3 separate regions of the Sus scrofa genome follow, and regions 1 and 2 are each linked to region 3. The links are chromatin contacts, called in public Hi-C and HiChIP or PLAC-seq maps. All regions are on one chromosome and are shown on one strand. The core of a region is the stretch at or near the end of the contact, and the rest is flanking DNA. Distances in the headings are between cores, read along the strand shown. Region 1 overlaps C1H9orf84. Region 2 has its middle 89 kb from the start of UGCG. Region 3 holds the start of UGCG (ceramide glucosyltransferase).

Region 1 (2,700 bases), core at 201-2,700, 110 kb after region 3:
ATAGACTGTCACTTTATGAAAAACATATAATCCTATAATCTATATATAAATCCTTTTATTATTGTGATCACACCAGGTATGCCTTACAGTATTTTTATTTTTTTTTTCTTAACAGTATTTTTAAATGTTAACAGTATTCGGGTAACATTTCACCATATCCTTATTTTCTTCCAATGCATGGCGCAGCTTTTAATCTTATTTATGTATCATAAATTTCCCAGTTAATACTGTTTTTTATTTAAAGCACACTCATAAATGTGTTGTTGATCTGAAATACACTGCTAGGTATTTCTCCAGCAAAGATGAGTTTATTTGGGATCAACAGAGAATTGCAGTTCTGGGTTAGCAGCCATGGTGAGTCGTGTGCAAGTCCTCCCCTGGCAAGGGAAGGATAACTCTTTTATAGAGGGGGAAGGAAACTAGGAAGGTAAAGTACACAGAGGCCCTGGCTTTTTATTGGTTGAGTTCTTACCTAGAAAGAAGAGGTGTCTTTCTTCTTCTGATGGGCTCTGCTGTCATAGCAGAGCATGAGAGCTTCTCCTGCTGGTCTCCCAACCCTTATGATAAGGTTTTTATATATATTTCAAAACTATTGATTTTCCAATTTTTACCAGACACCTTAGTGAACTCCTTAATTGTTTTCATTTATTTATGTTGGGTTTTCTAAGACAAAAGTATCTTGTGCAAAGAACACATCTATCTACTTTCTTGTCAGTAGACCTTTTTTCTTCTTCTTTTCATAGTTAACTAGCCAGAATTTTGTTTCTTCATGACAATTTAACACTCCTTTACAATAGAGGAAAACAGTCTCCTTATATCTGTGTTGGCACATACACTAGTGGTAAGAGTGTAAAAATCCAGGACAAGTTGTATAGCTATAAGAAGGTAAGTAGGTAGCATCCTTGGTAAAACAACCTTTGTGTAGTTATAAAGAACATTGGTTATGGTGTGATGCTGCCCTCAAGTGGCTCCATCAAAAAAGGGTAGTTGGAAAACAAGACCTCATAAGTGATAAATGCCCTCCTGGATTCCCAGAAGTACTAGGATGAGCCTGTAGAAAGGAAAGATGACTAGGTCTGTTTTGGAAGTGGGAGGTGAAGATGGAAATATAAATGAATGCCCTTTGGGTTTTTACTGTTAATATGACTTTATTAATACCTACAGATTGGATATATGAATGAACCATCTTTAAATTGTCTCAAGTAAACCCTGCTTAGTTATGGAACAGATTGGCTAGCTTTCTTTGGTGTATCATGGGAAGTTCTTGGCCCGTGATGGTTGGGAATTTAACAGATTCCCATAAATAGTCTCTCAGGAGGTTAGTTTTTATAACAAGTTCTTTTTTGGCATTTTAAGTTATCCCCAGGCAAAGGGATGGCCCTGCCTGCCTGCTCTACACCACAGATTTATTAAGCACACACATATACCAATGACGTATTTGGTCATTAGAGACATCACTTCATGTTATTCCTCCCTCATGGCATTCTAAAGTTGCTTAACTGAGAGGCCATTGCCCAGAACAAGAGACTATTACTTCCCCTTCAAGGTGACTTTTGCTTTGGGGAACTTGGCTTTCTGAGCAGTTTGTCATTTTCCTTTTTCTCTTTCCACTCAGAGACTATTGAGGAATGGAGGTAGGTTTTACCTTCCCTCCCTGAGCCCAGAAACTGTTAAAGCACTGACACTATTAGCTGAGCTTCTAAAGTAACTCAAACATGGTAGGGTGGGGGTAGAGAGGAAAAACCTTTTCCAGCAACTTACTGTTAGGAGTATGTTTCCTAATAGGTCCGATATATCACATTTCTGTGGTAGCTATTTTGCTATATTAGTTGTCATTGTAATTAGTTTTTTGGTTTTGGTTTGTTTTGTTTGTTTGTTTGTTTGTTTTTTGCTTTTTAGGGCCATGCTTGCAGCATATGGAAGCTCCCAGGCTACAGGTTGAATCAGAGCTACAACTGCCAGCTTACACTACAGCCACAGCAACCTAGGATCCAGGCCACCTCTGTGACCTATACCACAACTCATGGCAATGCTGGATCCCCACTGGCCTACAGAGCAAGGCCAGGGATTGAACCCTCATCCTCATGGATACTAGTTGGATTCATTTCCTCTGCCTCACAAAGGGAACTCCCTGTAATTAGTTTTAAATCAAACATGTTTGAACAAACTTTAGAGTGCTAGAATCAGAATTGGTCTCACTTGTAAGCTTTGTAGACCACCTCCATTCCCTACATGTCTGTCTCAGGATGAACTGGAGAATTTAAAAGGTAAAATCGGAGTTCCTGTGGTGGTGCAGTGGTTAACGAATCCGACTAGGAACCATGAGGTTGCGGGTTCAATCCCTGCCCTTGCTCAGTGGGTTAACAACCCGGCGTTGCCGTGAGCTGTGGTGTAGGTTGCAGACGCGGCTCGGATCCCGTGTTGTTGTGGCTCTGGCGTAGGCTGGTGGCTACGGCTCCGATTAGACCCCTAGCCTGGGAACCTCCATATGCCGCGAGAGAAGCCCAAGAAATGGCAAAAAGACAAAAAACAACAACAACAACAACAACAAAAGGTAAAATCATGCAGAGGAGAAAGGACTAGGTGGGCAAAAGTCGAATGCTTTTTTTTTCTTTACAATTTTGCTGAGGCTCTCCAGCTATTTGAGGCATGAGGCCATAAGAGATTTTTCCTCCATTGATTACATTAATTTTGTTGGAA
Region 2 (2,700 bases), core at 160-2,659, 89 kb before region 3:
ATCTTTTCCCCTTTCCCTACTTTCTTTAGATTGCAAAAATGTAGCCCACTTAATCCTCACGGCAGAGCCCCCTCGCCTGCCTGCCAGTGTCCCTCACAAGCGTCCTATCGTAATAAACCCAGTTCTTGCCTATCCCTTTGCCTCTCGCTGAATTCCTTCTGTGCTGAGACACAAAGAACCTGAGCCTCAGGAACTCCAGACCCCAAGAGGGTGATTCTAATTTAAAACTCATGGGTTCCAAGTTCTCATTATGGTTCAGTGGGTAACGAACCCAACTAGCAGCCATGAGGACACGGGTTCGATCCCTGGTCTTGCTCAGTGGGTTCAGTGTCCGGCGTTGCCGGGAGCTGTGGTGTAGGTCAAAGATGTGGCTAAGGTACTGCTTTGCTGTGGCTCTGGCGCAGGCCAGCAGCTATGGCTCCAGTTGGACCCCTAGCCTGGGAACCTCCATATGCTGCAAGTGTGGCCCTCAAAAGGCAAAAGACCAAAAAAAAAAAAAAAAACCCAAACCAGCAACCCGTGAGTTCAAATCCCAATCTGAGTTTAGGCTGGTTTTGAGTCAGAGATGTTTCAGTTTCAGAAGGACACAGATTCAAGTGTCTCAGGGGCCAGGCAGGTAATGCAAATGAGTTTGTGTGAAGAAAAACTGACCCTGGTCATCAGAGAAAGAGAGATCTGGGGATGTTTTCCTTCAAAGCATGAAACCCAGTGGCCAGATCTCCTGCGTTTTTTCTGTTGTTGTTGTTGTTTTTCTTTTGTTTTTGTTTTTTTCCCAACAGAAGATAGAAATCCAGATTTTAATAGGAAATCCCTATGGGTTTTTTTTGTTTGTTTTTAAAAAAAAATGTTTTTATTAATGATTTGGTTTTAATTGTGGAGGGGAAATCTCTACATTTTTAAGTGTTGACAAGGAATACAAAAATTAAAACAGACAAGCAGGACCTCTCTGGGACTTGTACTCTACAAAGCAAACAAAACACATCTGAGAACGGCTTATCTGCCAGATCCAAACTGAATTCAGAGTCCTTGGAACACCTTCTCCAAAAGGCTAAATCCTTCCACAGAGATAGCAGTACATTTAGGTGTTGAGTGAGCACCACTGCTGCTGACACTCTAAAGCAGCCTCACTGTTCCATCATCTGCTGACTCAGAGAGAGTGGGGGGGGGGAAAAAGGGGGGGGAGAAAACGCAAGGAGAAGGGAGAAGATGAAATAATTAAGGGGGGGAAGGGTGTTACCATGCTGGGGCCTCCTATGCCACGCAAATCTTAGCACATTGCCTCCTTTCGGCTCCTGGGTAAGTGCTTTTCCTCCATTCCAGAAAAGAAAGCTTTTTGAAGGTCACTCCGGGCCAGTGCCTGTTGGAAGGAGTCCTTGCTCTTTCCAGAATATTCTAGGAACTGACTGCTGGGACATCTGGGCCCGTGGCCTCAGGGGAGCTGACACAGCCCAGCTCTTGCTCTGAGCCCCGCTGGCCCCACTCGATGCTGTGGCACGAACACACACACGGAGGGCCAGGCAGCTGGGGGTGAAGGGATGGCAAGAGCAGAGGGATTATTATCCACGGTCTCTGCTGCATCTTTCCTTCACCCACGAGCATCCCTCACAGGCGCCTCTCAGACACTTGCTTTCTGCTCATCACCACGGTCGGGAGATGGAGACAAATCAGAAGCAACTGAAGATCCAGTTTCTCCCTGCAGGGAGTGTTCAGTGTGATCAGGCAGACTCGGGGCCTCCAGAAAACACTGGTTTGAGGACACAGCTAAAGCAGCTTGGTTCCAAGGGCGTGGTGAGGTGGCTCAGTTTTGCCCTTCCCATGAAGACAGAATTGGAGGGGGGTTGCTCAGAGCTGGGCGAGGCCCTGGCCGTGGGGATGTTGGACCTTCGCTCTAGGAAAGGGAGCTAGAGGAGGGAGCCATGGGCCAGAACTGCTCCTTTAGTCCATTCGGATCCACATTTTTGTCTTTTTTTTTTTTTTTTTTTTTTTTAAGGGCTGCACCCATGGCATATGGAGGTTCCCAGGGTAAGGGTCAAATCAGAGCTGTAGCCGCCGGTCTACACCACCCGGTTAGAGTTAGGGTTAGGGTTCGGCTTAGGGTTAGGGTTAGGGTGGGATCCGAGCTGCGTCTGCGACCTACACCACGGCTCATGACCATGCTATATCTTTGACCCACTGAGTGAGGCCAGGATACTTGAACCCGAGTCCTCATGGATACTAGTTGGGTTCATTAACCATTAAGCCACCACAGGAACTCCCAAATCCACACATTTGAAATGATATTTAGTAATAAAAAGGAACAAGATATATATACATGAAACAACATGCATGAACTTCAAAGACGTTATGTTAAGTGAAAGAAGCCAGACACAGAGGGTCACTTACTGATCCTTCTGTGGAGATAAAATGTCCAGAAAAGGCCAATTCATAGAGACAGAAAGTAGATGACTGGTTGCCTGGCGTTAGGACCTAGGAATGGAGGATTAACCATAAATGGGTGTGTGAGATCTTACTGGGGTAATGGGAACGTTTAAAAATGAATTGTGCTGGGAATTCCCGCTGCAGGGCCACGTAATTGGTGGCGTCTCTGCAGTAGCAGGACACAGGTTCGATCCCCAGCATGGTGGGTTAAAGAATGCAGTATAGCTGCAGCTGCAGTGTAGGTTGCAACTGTGGCTCAGATTGGATCCCTGGCCTGGGAAC
Region 3 (2,700 bases), core at 90-2,589:
GTCTTCAAGAATATCCGAAATAACCTTATTCAATTATTATCTGTCTTTCCCTTCTGGCATGTAAGCTCCACGAGGACAGGAATTCTGTCGTGCTTGCCACTGTGTCCCCAGTGAATGGCATCTAATGAAAAGGTGTTGGGGGGGGGGAGACACACAAATCTAACCAAGACAATAAATAAAGACTTGGGGGGGGGGAGAGAAAACCACACTGAAATGTACAAGCTGACAAGACTCCAGGCTATAACGCCAGCTCAGAGGCTTGGTGACATTTTCCAAGGTGGACAGGTGCTTCACACCTATCTAAAGGCATAGAGCTCTTCCAGGAAGAAGAAAATCCACAGGGAGGTTTCCAGGTGGCTGAATGCCGCTCCCAGAAGAGTGGAAACGATTATTACCATAATAGAAATATGGCCCAGGTCGAGAGAAAAAAACCAACCAAACAATACACCATACATTTGGCCCAGATGAAAAATCACACGAACCCCCAACACAGTCAAGCAGCCTTCCGCTCGACTCGTAAAAAGAGCACAGCCTCCTTTCCCCTGGCTGTGCAGTCGTCGGCAGCCCAACCACCCCCTCACTTGCCACTTTTCTCTCCCAAGGAACCCCCCCTCCCGCCCCCGCCGCCCCAGCTGGTCCAAGGGGAGAGGGAATGGAAGGAAGAGTCTGAGAATTAGCTTCCTCCACCCTTATCCGAGCCCAATTCCTTCCAAAGCGAAATCCTGTCTACTCTCGCCGGTCGCCGAGGCCTCGACCCCCGCTACGGGCTCCTCCGGTTGCCCCTCACTCACGTGTAGATGATGGCCATGAAATGCATCAGCCACAGCACCAAGAAGAGGACGAACCCGAAGACGGCCATTCCCTCCAGGGCCAGGTCCAGCAGCGCCATCCCCCGGCCCGGCCCGGCCCGCTCCGGCCGCCGCCGCGGACAGCGCTCCCGTAGGAGGACGACAGGGTGGGCGCCCGGCGCGGGGGCGCAGAAGGGGAGAGGAAGGTGGGGAGAGGAAGGGGAGGAGGGGGTGGGGACGGAAGGGGCGGGCAGGGCCTGCGCGCCCCCGCCCGCGCGCACTCGCCCGCGCGCTGGCCTGGGCGCGCTCGCGGCTACAGGCGCTGCGGTGGCCGGGCTCAGTGATCAGGGAGGCCGTGGCCCCACGCTCCGGCTCGCCTCTCCCCCGCCTCGGCGCCGCGGGCCGGACCCTGCGCGCCTACGCCCCCTCCGCCGCTGCCCCTTCCGCCTTCCCGCAGCCTAGTGGCTGGGCTCCTGGCAGCACAGATCCGAGCCCTGCTCAGCCGCCGCAGCTCCGAGCACTAATCGAAACCCGCGGTGGCGCCCCGACTCCCTGGTGCACCCCGCCCCGCCCCGGCCCTCCGAGGGGCGGTGCATGCGGCTCCTCTCCGCCCACCCCACCGCCCTCGCGCCCGTAGCGTCACGGTCGTGAGCGCGCCCCTGGGTGGCTTCTGCCGCCAGAGGCGGGCGGGGCTTTACCCCAGCTCCGGGTTCCGGCCGCCGCCCACCTCTCTGCGTCCGGCGGAGGCGCGCGGGAAGGCCAGCCCTGCAGTCCTGGGCTGTCCTCTGTCGGTGAAGCGGAGCCCTGTGTCCAGCTCAGAGACTGCTTTCCCTTTGTCCGACTCTGGTGTTCCAGGGCGCCCAGGAAAAGACCTGGGGTTCCAGGGGGGCCCCCGAGCCGTCTCGCAGACCAACTCCCCAATGCTGTGTCCACAGCCTCTGCGCCGGTCCTTGCTCAGAGCCGCTTAGGCCCTCCTCCAAGCCACGTTCCTGGGCGCTGGGGTGTCCCATTGCATTCCTCCCTCGCTGCTTTTAATGCTTGTGGCGTCTTGGACCACAAGGGATCGTGAAAATAATCTCCTACTTCACAGATCTCTAAGTACCTTAGAGACAGCGTGTAACATACAAGAAATTGTCAAACTCAGAATGTAAAGAATCAGCTAATATTGAAGTTCCTTAAGGTTCCTGCCCAATATGATAGCCATAGGTGGCTACTGAGCCTTAACATGAGGTTAGTAGGAATTGAAATGTATTTTGAGTGTAAATCATATGCCGGTATCAAAGACATCTCCTTAATTTTATGTTGATTACATGTTGAAACGATAGTTTTGATATATTGAGTTAAAGTATTCAAATTATTTCAGTGTTTTACTTTTTAAATTTAGCTAGCTACTGGAAAAATTTTAATTACACAGATAAAAAGAAAGTGAAGGTAAAAAATTAATAAATTACACAGTTGGAGAGCACTGCACTAAAATGGAAAGATGTAGCATTTTGGATAGTAAGGTGACTTAGTGTTTATCTTAATTTTAAATCAGTTCAGGGAGATGTTTTTATCTACCACTAAATGTTTCTGTTTGTTTCTTTAGCCTAGATGAGTTTATATAGTTTCACCATTGTTTTTATGTTTAGACAATGTTTATTATGTCAAGTGATTTCCTTTTAAATAATCCATGGCTTCCCTTGAGAGATTTCAGAATTGAATTCAGTTTTGAAAAGAGGCTGTTTATTTTTATTACTGCTATTTATTAGAATTAATGTTGATCAAATGAGCTACCTCAATCTACAATTAGATGATAAACTACAAGCAGAAAGGAGTTTAAATGAATGCCTGCCTTGAGAACCAATCCGGGATTTGCTGTACTCATTGTTTTACCTGGATAAAGTCAATAGGAAAGAAGAACGTTTAGAAA

The links. Hi-C and Micro-C count contacts between places; a contact is called where the count stands out from the background. HiChIP or PLAC-seq counts read pairs in DNA pulled down with a chosen protein or histone mark.
Region 1: a contact with region 3 is called in an H3K27ac HiChIP or PLAC-seq map of alveolar macrophages. The contact joins the enhancer-like site here to the promoter of UGCG in region 3. A contact is called at or near these places in 1 of 5 promoter capture datasets (liver), 4 of 47 Hi-C or Micro-C datasets (embryonic fibroblasts, heart right ventricle and skeletal muscle) and 2 of 2 datasets of contacts at active chromatin or transcription factors (alveolar macrophages and skeletal muscle).
Region 2: a Hi-C map of skeletal muscle shows a contact between it and region 3, with 1.9 times the contacts expected there. The contact joins the enhancer-like site here to the promoter of UGCG in region 3. A contact is called at or near these places in 2 of 5 promoter capture datasets (fetal liver and liver), 7 of 47 Hi-C or Micro-C datasets (embryonic fibroblasts, fetal heart ventricle, fetal liver and 3 more) and 2 of 2 datasets of contacts at active chromatin or transcription factors (alveolar macrophages and skeletal muscle).

Annotation. Positions count from the first base shown.
Region 1 is chr1:252,539,526-252,542,225 of Sscrofa11.1, reverse strand. All of the region lies in intron 3 of C1H9orf84, which reads left to right. Among named protein-coding and RNA genes, the nearest start is that of C1H9orf84, 14 kb to the left of the region's middle. Within about 2 kb of position 1,450, at least 4 of the 83 cell types and tissues checked have an H3K27ac peak or open chromatin away from gene starts, as enhancers often do. A contact at or near this core is called in alveolar macrophages, where this site is marked.
Region 2 is chr1:252,739,785-252,742,484 of Sscrofa11.1, reverse strand. No RefSeq gene overlaps it. Among named protein-coding and RNA genes, the nearest start is that of UGCG, 89 kb to the right of the region's middle. Within about 2 kb of position 1,409, at least 15 of the 83 cell types and tissues checked have an H3K27ac peak or open chromatin away from gene starts, as enhancers often do. A contact at or near this core is called in alveolar macrophages and skeletal muscle, where this site is marked.
Region 3 is chr1:252,650,489-252,653,188 of Sscrofa11.1, reverse strand. It overlaps UGCG (ceramide glucosyltransferase), which reads right to left and starts at 1,339. Exons shown (of 8, transcript XM_021067532.1): 1 at 792-1,339. The coding sequence starts at 889.